4 separate regions of the Mus musculus genome follow, and all the other regions are linked to region 1. The links are chromatin contacts, called in public Hi-C and HiChIP or PLAC-seq maps. All regions are on one chromosome and are shown on one strand. Each heading gives the region's core, a stretch centred on a gene start, on an enhancer-like site or on the middle of the called end of the contact. The rest is flanking DNA. Distances are from core to core; before and after follow the strand shown. Region 1 has its middle 25 kb from the start of Gm33116. Region 2 overlaps Syk (spleen tyrosine kinase). Region 3 holds the start of Syk (spleen tyrosine kinase). Region 4 overlaps Syk (spleen tyrosine kinase).

Region 1 (2,700 bases), core at 11-2,510:
GCGGGTAAACAGTGACATTGGTTGGCCTAAAGCTAGGAAGCTCTGTCAGGAAAGAGACATATTTACTGGAGGAGCCAGAGGCTCAGCTCTTGTGAACCTTGGAGGCTGGAGTGGAGGCTGAAGTAGAGGCTGAGGCTGCCAGAGACTTGTTTGTGAGTGAATGCATCTTGCCCTCATGTCACCGGGCTCAGTTTCCTCATGAGACTCCACGATTTCCCTCCTGGTCATTTCAGAGAGGGGTGAATGCCCTTATTTCAGCTGCATAGATCACATTTTGCTCTGTCTCCCGAGCAGGGGGACGAGCACTTCCGTAGGGAGTCACGGAACACGGAAGGTCTTTGAGGGAAATGGTTCAGCCTTTGTAGGAGCTCTGGGACCTCGGAAGTAAAGCCTTGTGTTTTGCAAACATTTTGTGACCATGATAGAGAAACCTCCATGTAATGGAAGGACCCTGAGCTCCAAATACTCTGCGCTTAGGTGTGCCATCATCCAAAAGCATGTGAATATGCTCCGTCTCCCCCTCCCCCACTGCATCAGTGCAGCCTTCCTCTGCCTCAGAGTGGCTTTACCGCGGGCTTCTGCATCTTCCTTAGTCTTAGATTCTCTGTTGTCTGGCCCATCTCCGGTTTTGTATTAGCTTTCTCCAACAGTCTGACTTCATGGCTCTCATTTGTAAGGGTCATATCCTCAAATTAATTAATCGGTTGATTAATTTTATATGTGTGTGGTAACCTGTGAATGTCTGTCATGGGGCAGGGGGGGGGGGAGTGCCCATGAACTTTTGTGTGTGCATGTGTGTGGAGGACACAGGTTGCCCTCGAGAGCTGTTGAAAAAGGGAGTCACCAACCTTGTGTTCTGAGACAAGGTCTCTCAGTATCCCGGAACTCACCAGGCAGGCTAAGTGGCTGGTCATAGAGTTCCAGCAATCACCCTATCTCCATCTCCTTGGTTTTCCTAGAAAAACCTCAAATTTTGGTTCCCCTTGTACCATTGCCTGAGGCACCAGGGAGGTTTTGGTTATTTTGTTTTGTTTTGTTTTTTGTTTTTTTGCATGAATTATGTGTTATACCCCAAGCAAGCCTTTCATCTAGTAGCCTTGCACCTGGGGGCTGGGGCCAGGCAGACTGCATTTCCGGAGGAGCTCTGCAACACTTCCTGCCTACCCTGTTGTTGTGAACTTAGAAATGCCCCTTACAGGCTCCTGTGTTGGACACTTGGTCCCTCACGCTATTTGTGGAACCCTTAGGAAGTAGAGCCTCGCTGGAGGAGGAAGTGGGTTATAGCAAACGGGTCTTGAGTGTTTCTAGTCTGGCCACAGTTCCTATAGTCTGTTCTCCATTTCCCGACCCACCAGATAGGAGGTGGGGAGTTCCGGTTGAACACAGGGTCACCTGTGGCCAAGCCATTCCCAGCTCGATGGAGGTCTGTAACCCCTCAAACCGTGAGCTAAAATAAGGAAGTCTTCTCTGCCTCAAGTGGCTTCCTGTCTGCTATTTGCTCAAGGCAATCCCTAACCGTATCAATAGCCACCTCCTGCCTGGTGCAGATTGCGTATGAACACCGAGCTGATAGTGATGGAGACTTTAGGCAAGTGTTGGGGGAATGGGGTAGCAGCTAAGATGAGCATCAGGTCAGGCCGAGGACCTCCCGCTACTGCACCAGGCTGTTGATACTCTGGAAGGAAGGTGGGTCGCTTTGCTTTTTGTCTTTGCTGGTAATGATGGATGATATGCTGGTTTTGTTTTTTTCTTTTAAACTTCCACACCGACTTTTCATAAGGCCCAGCCAAGGGCCATTTACCTGGGCTTGTACTGCTCGCTCAGCTACAAATTAGAGCTGCCTTGGAGGTGGGAAGCAGTGTTTATGATCTCCCACGAGACTCTGATTTATTTCCAAGTGGAGAAATACTGGCATCTGAGTTAGTAGAAATGCCTACCAGACTCTGGCAAAAGAATTGCCTCTCTGCCCTGTTTTTCCATGCTGTAAATTTTAACTTCTGTGCCTTCAGCTTCAGATGGATGCTTGAAAGCTGCACTGGGAGCATGGAGAGCCGCTGCCAGAGCTTAGTAGGCAGCAGGACCAGCCTGTGCTTAGACGTCTCCCAGCATCCCCCTAGTCTCTGTCGCCATAGAACACCACAGGTTTGCTCTCTGATTGTGACAGGCCCAGGTGGCAGCTGGAGAAACAAGGAGTGAAGACCTTTGTTCCCGTTCCAGGTCTGTTGCTGAGGCAAACACTCTAAGAAATGTGACTGGGGGAGAAAGAAGTCATTTGACTTGTAACACTGGGTCACAGGCCTCGACTGTAGGGAAGGCAAATAAGGTACAGACTTATAGCTTCACATCCACGGTCAAGAGAAGAGAGAGCAAACCCACGTGTCCTTGCTTGCCTGTCTGCTCATCTGCTGTCACCTAGTGAGTGTCATTTTATATAGTCTAGGAACCCCCACGCAAGGAGTGGTACTGTTCACAAGTCTTCCCACATTAATTAAAAGTTGAAATAGTTCCCCAAAGTCAACCTCACAGGCCAACCTGATCTACAAGTTTCTTTAGTAAAGACTCGGTCACAAGTGATTCTGGGTTGTATCAAGTTGGCAGTTAAAACAAACTACATGGCCCTGTTAGAGGCTGATCTGAGACTTAACATTGAGATGGAAGGGATGGGACAAGCGATGACTCCAAAAGCTTTTACTCTCTGCT
Region 2 (2,700 bases), core at 135-2,634, 360 kb after region 1:
GGCGGCTCACAACTGTCTCTAACTCCAATCCCAGGGGATCCAGTGCCCTCTTCTGGACTCTGCATGAGCTAGGAATTCATATGGTGCACAGACACATGTGCAGGCAAAGCACACAGAGACGTAAAAAAAGAAAAGAGTAAAATGAAGATTATTTTTAGATTATCTTAATCATTTCTCTTTTTAAAAACCTTTTGTTGGTTCTTTGTGACTTTTAAATCATGCTCCCCAATCTCTCTTATCTCCCCCTTCCCTTGTACCCTCCCCCACCCTTTCAAACTCCCTGCCAACAGAGGAAAAAAAGATCTCATGGAAGCTGTAGTATGTCACAGTGTGTCCCAGAGCATACCCTTTTGTTCACACTTCTGTGCTTGCAAATATTCATTGCAATGACTTGTTGGTCTTGTACAAAGCCTCTGGCTTCTGCTACTCTCTTAACACTGGAACCTCACTGGGATTCCTCTCAGATATCCTGGTGTTGCCCTATGTCATGGAGATCCTGTAGCTTTGGATCTATAGGACCAGCCCGGCAGTTCATAGATGGGGTACATGTTGGGATGGGCCATTCAAAGTCCCGAATCTGGGCAGGTATCTTGTGTGTGGCTGTTCTGTGAGTATAATACAAGATGCACAGGTCACTCTGTGTGCCATCTTCCATGCCACGCATGCTAAGACAGACCCGTGTCCTCTCAGTCCTGTCATGAGGTACTCGGCAAGGTCTCTGTGTCACTTCTGTACACACCCCTGCTGGGTGTGAACTCGTGCACAGAGCACACCTCATCCATCTCCACTATCCGTCTTGTTCTTAGTGCTCACTACAGCAAGGAGAAAGCTGAGATGGCCACACAGGAGATCTTGGTAGAAACAGAAGACTGGATCTGTTTATGGTCCAGTGTACAGCAAGTCCTCCATTTTGGGATGGGATGCACTCTTGAATCCCGTGTTAGTAGTAATGCCCTGCTGCCTTCTCTCAGGTGTGAGCCCAGAAGGTTCTGGAAGCCTTCCCCTCTTCTCTTTCCTTCCTCACCCTCTGTTCATTTCCCACCGTAATTTCCCAGCTGCCTGTGGAGGAATGACAGGGAAGACCAAGTCAACGGGAGTAGGCACCAAAGCTCCCTCCTCACTGAAAAGCAAGCACAGCCTACCTGCACTCACACGGTTTGAAGTGCCACTTTGACAGGCCAGACTCTTTACCACATCCTTCATCCTCCGAGGCCCCTTCACACTGAGGAATTCAAGAGTGAATAAAACTTTAGGCCTTCAGCCTGAGCCTACAGGGGCTGCTGACAGAAATGCACAAAGTATAGGAGTCTCTAGGGCAGCTGTGGAGGCAGCAGGCTACCATTGTATTCCTCAGAGCTGTAAATTTCCTATTTGTGCTGTCATCAAGCCAGGAAGTCACTCAACTGCTGTGTGAGCCACAGTTCCTATTTTCTGACTTGTGACATACATTGTGCAAAGAAGAAGAACAAAAAGGAACACAGAAGCAGTTATTCATTCAACAAGAGAGCCGTGTGTCTGAGTAGATAAGCATACATCATCATGCTTTCTACGTCAGGGAAGATGCCAGCCATCCAGGTTCACATGCTACAGAGCCTGTGACACGATAACATGCCACTTCCTGCCATGGTGTCTCATAAAATATGTGTTTATGTATATACATATTCATGAGCATCTATGTTCATGTATGCACGCATGTGTGTGTGTGTGTGTGTGTGTTAGGGAGGGGTCAGAAGTCAACACTCAATGTCTCTCTATAACTTTCCATCCATTCTGGGTGTCTTGGGAGCAAGGACTGGCCTCTTGTCTTCAACAGCTGTAATCTTAACTTGTATAGTGTTGCAACGGGAGGACCTCTCTGAGGACGTCCAAGGGGCTCTGAGAGAGAAAGAGGAGGTTAGCTGAGGAAGGGCATGCCCTAGCCGAAGAAGTATCTGTGAGAGCCTTAGTGACCCAGTATTGCCAGAACATGTTGCATGTGACCAGCTATGGGAAGGGAGGTCCCTATGATGTCGTGGCAACTGTGTTAAAACCCTTACTTTACTTAGTAATGGCTCCAGACGAAGACTAATGATGCCCAAGAGAAGCTGCGCTTATGTGGTACTTAGTTCAGTACCCTCTAGTTTCAAGAATCTGCTGGGAGTCAAGTTAAGTGCTCCCTGTAGATCAATGTCTGCTTTCCTGTTCCACCATCCACAATGTTCCATTGTGAAGATTAACTGGGTCAAGTTCGGAGACAAGCTGGGGACTGTGGTAGACCTGTGCTCCCTACATCCACCGATGTTTCCAATCAACTCTAAAGAACGCCTACCTTCCCCTTGTCCTTCAGAGGAAGTGTGGGCTCCTTACTGCAGCCTCTCCAGCCTGCTTAATGTCTGTTGCCTCTCCTCCCCCATGTCACGTGGGCCTGTCACCATGTTTCTTCTCATATTAACTTTTGTTTGATCTCTGTCTAATCTGTCCTTTTTTTGCTCATTAACTTTTAAAAAATAGTTACATCTTTCAATGTCCAGAAATTAAATTTGGAGTAGGGTTTGTTTACTTTTCACAATTGTTCCTCGGCATTTTTAGGAGCATCTCGTTGGTTGGTTGCTGATTCCTGTTTTGTTTCTTTAAGCGTTCCATGCATCATCGCTAGTTTGTATCCCATCTCATAGTTTTAATACTGAGCATATCCAGGTATACATATAATTTTCCTCCATG
Region 3 (2,700 bases), core at 42-2,541, 340 kb after region 1:
AAAATATTTTACCTAGCATACAGATGAGAATTCAAGGCCCTGGAGGATTAGCTCAACAACCGGGTGCACTTGTTGTTCTTGCAGAGGACCCGTGTTCAATTCCCAGCACCCCACTGACAGCTCACACTGTCTGTAACTCCATTCTCAAGGTATCGGCTGTCCTCTTCTGACAACCATAGGTACTAAGCACATGCATGATACACATACACATATGTAGGCAAAATGCTCATATACATAAAATAATGATATTTTTTAAAAAATAAAATATGCTATACCAACATTTTTCAAATGATGCTAAAAGTAGTGCTTAGAAAGAAATCCCGAACACTAGGCCCACTGCTATAACAAAATCCTTGAGACTGAGTGCTTTATAAAGAAAGGGAGTTTAGTTTGGCTCGCAGTTTAGGGCTTAAAAGCCCAAGTTCAGGCTGCCACGTCAGGTGAGCCCCTTACATGGCATGACATCCTGGCAGATGGCACCACATGGTGGAAGGCTGTGATGAATCATGGTTGTGGATGGGACCAAATTGGTGGGATGACCTTGCTTGATAACAATTCACTGTCAAAGTAACTAACTCAGTTCACTGAGACTTAACTTAGTCCTCTGAGATAGCCATTAGTCTTTTCCAAGGCTGGTGCCTCAGTGAACTCGCTCCCTTGTACCTCAGAACCCACCTCTCAAAGGTTATGACACTCGAATGTGCCACACCTTAGCCAAGCTCCCAGCACATGAACCCTGGAGCGGCATACCCAAACCCCGATGATGTAGAAGATAAAGAGAGCTGTGTCAACTCAGTCACCTATAGTTTTAGGCAAGGATGTGCTCTCACTATAGGAAATTAAGTTTTATAAGAATTATCAAGAATTACAGTACATTAAGCCTAGGCCACGATGGTCAAAGGAGGTAACATGGTAAACTCTGAAGCCAAAAATAGGAAACTAAACAAAAATGAAGAAAACCTACTTGGAGCCTTTAAAATGATCAACAGAATTAGTAAATCGTCAAACATGATATACAGTAATATAATGAGAAGAAAAATTGACATACCCTAAGCTTGGCACACAGTTTTAGCCAGGTTGTGTAGCTTAGGTCTAAGAATCAGCGTGACAATCCTGGTCAAGAATCGCCAAGATCCTCCTCCACTGGCAGGTGTTTGTTTGGGATCCCTGCCTTCTGACTGTAACTTCATTTTGACTATGAAATTATCAAGCACCACCCCCCCCCAACACACACACACCCTCTTACTTCTGCTTTCTGGCTTGTCTTGCTTGCTGACACTTTGAGGAAAAGCCACTTCCCTAGTTACAGACACCACTTAACAGCAGGAAACCTCCACTTGCTCTCCTCTGCCTTCTCTCCATTGCAGCCATTCCCATTTTCAAGACTGCCAGTCTGGTCCTTTCAACGTTCCATGCTGCCTGGTGCCCGGGAGCCCAGGCCTTCTGTGACTCCAGGACAGGAAGGTAAGTCAGATCTGTAGCAATCAATAATGGCGACCTCATGGCTCTCTGCACCATGGGTGGGCATTAGAGAGCACGCCAGTATCCGAGTATGTGCTTTCCTGGCCGATACCGTCCCCTGGGCTACATCATGCCCTGGCTGACATTCGTTCATCTTGAGCTATGGAGTTGATAATTACTGCAGTTCTCACATGGCAGAGACATCTTTCTTCCCTGAGCACATAGCCGGTACTTTCTTTAAGCACTGGGGTTAATTCGTGTCTTTAGATACAGCTGTGAAGTCTCGGGAGTAACTCCACTGTAATTTCCTGGAATATTTCATAGTCAGGAATTTCAGAGAAACCAAGATTTCCTTGAGCAGGTGTGACAGGTCCTTTGTGTCGAATGTGGGTCATTTGGTTTCTCTAGAGGCCTTGAGGACCCTGTACATATTGTCCTTGTGAGGTGGGCAGATGGGGAAGTAAAAATAGAGCCTAGACAGCAGCAGCTTCAGCCAGGCCCCCACGGCCTACTGAAATGGAGTTTGTTGGGCACAGCGTTCACTGTGGCCTCAACCCCAGCCACCCAGCTGGGATTCCCTGGGATGGGACTTGGGGTGGGAACCAGAAGAATACTGTCACTTGGCTCTCCACCTATCCTGAGTACTTTGTCCCAAGATGATGGCAGGAAAAATCAGGAGACAGTCTTATCAGGAAATGTCTGCAACTTGGTCGGTTGTTGGTATTTTATGTGTGAGTGTATTTGTGTATATGTACATAGCTGTACATATGGTGTCTGTGTGGTGGAGAGAGAGATGTATATGTATATATGTATGGTGTATGTGTGTGTTGTGTGTATATACACCTGTATGTATGTATGTATGTATGTATGTATGTATGTATGGTGTGTATATATGTGTATATATATATATCTTGATGCGTATGTGTGTGGTGTGTGTGTGTTGTATGCATATATGTATATACCTTTATGTGTATGTGTGTATGGTGTGTGTGTGTGGTATATATATATATATATATATATATATCTTTATGTATATGTGTGTGTGGTATACATATGTATGTGTATATACCTTTATGTGTATGTATTGTGGTGTATGTTGTACTTATATATGTGTATATACCTTTATGTGTGGTGTATGTGTATGTGTGTGTGTGATATATACATATACATATACATATACATATACATATACATATACATATACATATACATATACATATACATACTTTTATGTATGGT
Region 4 (2,700 bases), core at 168-2,667, 380 kb after region 1:
CTAGGGGCCCAGCCTTCGGATATATGAGCCTACCGAGGTTTTTCTCATTAAACCACCACGTGAAGTTATCAGTCAATTGCTTTCTTACAATTCTCATAATGGAGTCTTACTCTCTTACCTGTAAAAGAGCTCAGTGCTTGGAAGACCAGGAGTTTCATAGTCTCTTCCTGGGCCACCGTAAACAGTCAGGAATTGGAACAATAGTAGCCTCTTAGAATTAGTGGGATATTATCTTTCCCCTCTGCTTTTCTAGAAGACGTGGTATTTTCTTTTTTAAATGTCTAGAGGAATCAAGAAACCTTTTCTAACTTCTTAATTTAGATCCCTGCCTCACACCACAGATGTAATGATAGACCCAACTATGAAAGCCAAAATAGGTGGCTAGAGATGACAGAATGGAGCCTCCCATGTTCCCGGGAGGGCCCAGAGAGGCTTCTAGGGTGATGATAATATCTAAATCCTCCTGTCAGGCCACAGGCTGTGTTCTAGATCACCACACTAGCTGTGTGTACTTTCCTGTGTGTGTGTGTCCCACTAATTCTGTTATTTGACCTAGTGTATTTGTTAGGTGTGTGTGTGTGTGTGTGTGTGTGTGTGTGTGTACGTACATGCATGTGGTTTGGGGATCAAGCTCCAGCCACCAAGCTTGGCAGAGAGTATCTTTACCACCTGAGCCCCCACACGGCCCATTTCCTGAATAGTTCTGTTTTGATTCATCGGTTTGAAGGTTCAACAAAAGAAACAACTTCTCATGCTTGTGGAAATTTTACCACAGGTAATTTTTCAAAGCATACCTAGTTAATGTTTGTTCTTTCTTTTAAGCCACATTTTGCTAGAATACTTTCAAGAGTTCAGCATGATCCATGTGATGTTTTTGTGAGGGAATAAAAAAAAATCCATATTTTCGAAACACATTGAGGCTTGCTTAAAAGTAACCAAGCCCAGTGGGAGAGAAGTGTTTCTTTCTCTTTAACTCTGAGCTTGAACAGAATGTGTGCTTCTGATTGGGCATGTTGTGTACACACCTGTGGCCCCCCAGAGCCCCAGAGGTAGAGACAGGGGGATCAGAAGTTTAAGGTCATCTCCTACTATACAGCTAGTTTCAAGCCACAGTGGATTATGTAAGACCCGGACTCAAAGAAAAAAAAAAAGCAAAGCAATGTATTTTTATTTTTTAAATTCTGGGCCCAGAGGCTCATTTGCAATATCATAAAGAAACTTTGTATTCCTTTATGCATGTAGGCAGAACCTAGCTGGGAAACCACATGACACTGCAGCAGGCTGTATGTGTGTCACAACAGGGGAACTTTGTTGAAGCTGGTTGAATATTTCACAATTCGGGGCTTTCCTCAGCCTGGACCATTCTCCATTGCTGTCCACTACACCGGGGTTCACAGGCAGTGGGGCATGGTTCCTCTGTCTGTAAAAGAACAGCTGTAGAAAGAATCTCTTGTGTACTGTATGGAATCATTACCATCATACAGAGCACCAACCACAAACCAGAGAACAATCCCCGAAGTCCAATTTGGGGAACCAGTGACTGGGCACGCATGTGGGGGTTACTCACAGGAGCTGCGTGTGCCGCTGAGAAGTCTGGGCCTCAGTGTGGATGGTGGCCTCTACAGGATGTAGGGTCCCCTAGATGCCCCCTCTCGGGCTCCTGTTAGCTTTCACAGTCGTATGCTCTAGCACCTCCCAAGACCGTGCGTCTATGTTCAGTTAGGACAGGATCTCACACAGATGACTGGGAAGCGCCGGGGGGAGTTCCAGGAATCAGGGTAACAGTCCAGTGAGCATCTCCACCCCTTCCTTATATGGAGGAGCACCAGCATTTGAAGCTGGTCTTTCTTCTCTCTTGCAAAAGGCATAGCTGATCAGATGGAAAGAGCAGGTGTTATATTCAGAGGACGTTAAAGATGATCTTAAACCAACGATCCTCCTGTATCCACCTCTGGGGCTCTGGGGCTCACAGGTGAGCACCCCCATGGCCGGTCTGAAGCACACGAGTTGTTCAAGCTCAGAGTTAAAGGGAAAGAAACACTTCTCTCCCACTGGGCTTTGTTACTTTTAAGCAAGCCTCAACATGTTTCGAAAATACAGATCTTTTTCAATTTCTCACAAAAATATCACATAGATCGTGTTGAACTCTTGAAAGTATTCTAACAAACTGTGGTTTAAATGAAAGAATAAACATCAGCTATGTGTGATTTGAAAATTTACACCTGCCGGGCAGTTGTGGCACACGCCTTTAATCTCAGCACTTGGGAGGCAGAGGCAGGCGGATTTCTGAGTTGGAAGCCAGCCTGGTCTGCAGAGTGAGTTCCAGGACAGCCAGGGCTACACAGAGAAACCCTGTCTCGAAAAAACAAAAACAAACAAACAAACAAACAAACAAATAAACCCCAAAAGAAAGAAAGAAAGAAAGAAAGAAAGAAAGAAAGAAAGAAGGAAAATTTGCACCTGTGATAAAATTTTCACAAGAAGGAGAAAAATGGTACTAGCTATTTATCTTGATGTGTGTGTGTGTGTGTGTGTGTGTGTGTGTGTGTGTGTGTGCAGGTACTCCTGACACAGCACATATATAGAGGCCAAGGGACAACCCTTGGATGTCACCTCTTACCTTTCACCTTGTTTCAAACCGCCTCTGGGGATTCACTGCTGGCCCCACGAATCTCCATAGATTCTCCCCTAGAAGCCCTG

The links. A called contact is a pair of places that touch in the nucleus more often than the background predicts. HiChIP or PLAC-seq counts read pairs in DNA pulled down with a chosen protein or histone mark.
Region 2: a contact with region 1 is called in a Hi-C map of bone marrow-derived macrophages, with 19 read pairs. The contact joins two enhancer-like sites. A contact is called at or near these places in 6 of 39 promoter capture datasets (the 3T3-L1 cell line, the C10 cell line, HPC-7-derived erythroid cells and 2 more), 11 of 15 datasets of contacts at CTCF or cohesin (CD8 T cells, the NIH/3T3 cell line, embryonic stem cells and 4 more), 274 of 484 Hi-C or Micro-C datasets (the 3T3-L1 cell line, 3T3-L1-derived adipocytes, the 4T1 cell line and 133 more), 41 of 115 datasets of contacts at active chromatin or transcription factors (DN3 thymocytes, the HPC-7 cell line, the NIH/3T3 cell line and 31 more) and 5 of 9 other capture datasets (adipose tissue, embryonic stem cells, embryonic tail and 2 more).
Region 3: a Hi-C map of bone marrow-derived macrophages shows a contact between it and region 1, with 18 read pairs. The contact joins the promoter of Syk here to the enhancer-like site in region 1. A contact is called at or near these places in 22 of 39 promoter capture datasets (the 3T3-L1 cell line, the C10 cell line, the HPC-7 cell line and 15 more), 3 of 15 datasets of contacts at CTCF or cohesin (the NIH/3T3 cell line, embryonic stem cells and stem cell-derived epiblast-like cells), 2 of 484 Hi-C or Micro-C datasets (bone marrow-derived macrophages and embryonic fibroblasts), 18 of 115 datasets of contacts at active chromatin or transcription factors (the 230-238 cell line, bone marrow-derived macrophages, embryonic basal ganglia and 9 more) and 5 of 9 other capture datasets (adipose tissue, embryonic stem cells, liver and 2 more).
Region 4: an H3K27ac HiChIP or PLAC-seq map of microglia shows a contact between it and region 1, with 10 times the contacts expected there. The contact joins two enhancer-like sites. A contact is called at or near these places in 6 of 39 promoter capture datasets (the 3T3-L1 cell line, the C10 cell line, HPC-7-derived erythroid cells and 2 more), 11 of 15 datasets of contacts at CTCF or cohesin (CD8 T cells, the NIH/3T3 cell line, embryonic stem cells and 4 more), 283 of 484 Hi-C or Micro-C datasets (the 3T3-L1 cell line, 3T3-L1-derived adipocytes, the 4T1 cell line and 137 more), 42 of 115 datasets of contacts at active chromatin or transcription factors (the 230-238 cell line, DN3 thymocytes, the HPC-7 cell line and 30 more) and 5 of 9 other capture datasets (adipose tissue, embryonic stem cells, embryonic tail and 2 more).

The regions. Positions count from the first base shown.
Region 1 is chr13:52,257,306-52,260,005 of GRCm38.p6, forward strand. No RefSeq gene overlaps it. Among named protein-coding and RNA genes, the nearest start is that of Gm33116, 25 kb to the left of the region's middle. Within about 2 kb of position 1,261, at least 13 of the 459 cell types and tissues checked have an H3K27ac peak or open chromatin away from gene starts, as enhancers often do. A contact at or near this core is called in LSK cells, bone marrow-derived macrophages, granulocyte-monocyte progenitors and 3 more, where this site is marked.
Region 2 is chr13:52,613,782-52,616,481 of GRCm38.p6, forward strand. All of the region lies in intron 3 of Syk (spleen tyrosine kinase), which reads left to right. Among named protein-coding and RNA genes, the nearest start is that of Syk, 18 kb to the left of the region's middle. Within about 2 kb of position 1,385, at least 49 of the 459 cell types and tissues checked have an H3K27ac peak or open chromatin away from gene starts, as enhancers often do. A contact at or near this core is called in LSK cells, bone marrow-derived macrophages, granulocyte-monocyte progenitors and 1 more, where this site is marked.
Region 3 is chr13:52,595,591-52,598,290 of GRCm38.p6, forward strand. Syk (spleen tyrosine kinase) reads left to right here and starts at 1,292. Exons shown (of 14, transcript NM_011518.2): 1 at 1,292-1,464.
Region 4 is chr13:52,635,009-52,637,708 of GRCm38.p6, forward strand. The region is part of intron 9 of Syk (spleen tyrosine kinase); the gene reads left to right. Among named protein-coding and RNA genes, the nearest start is that of Syk, 39 kb to the left of the region's middle. Within about 2 kb of position 1,418, at least 65 of the 459 cell types and tissues checked have an H3K27ac peak or open chromatin away from gene starts, as enhancers often do. A contact at or near this core is called in bone marrow-derived macrophages, granulocyte-monocyte progenitors and microglia, where this site is marked.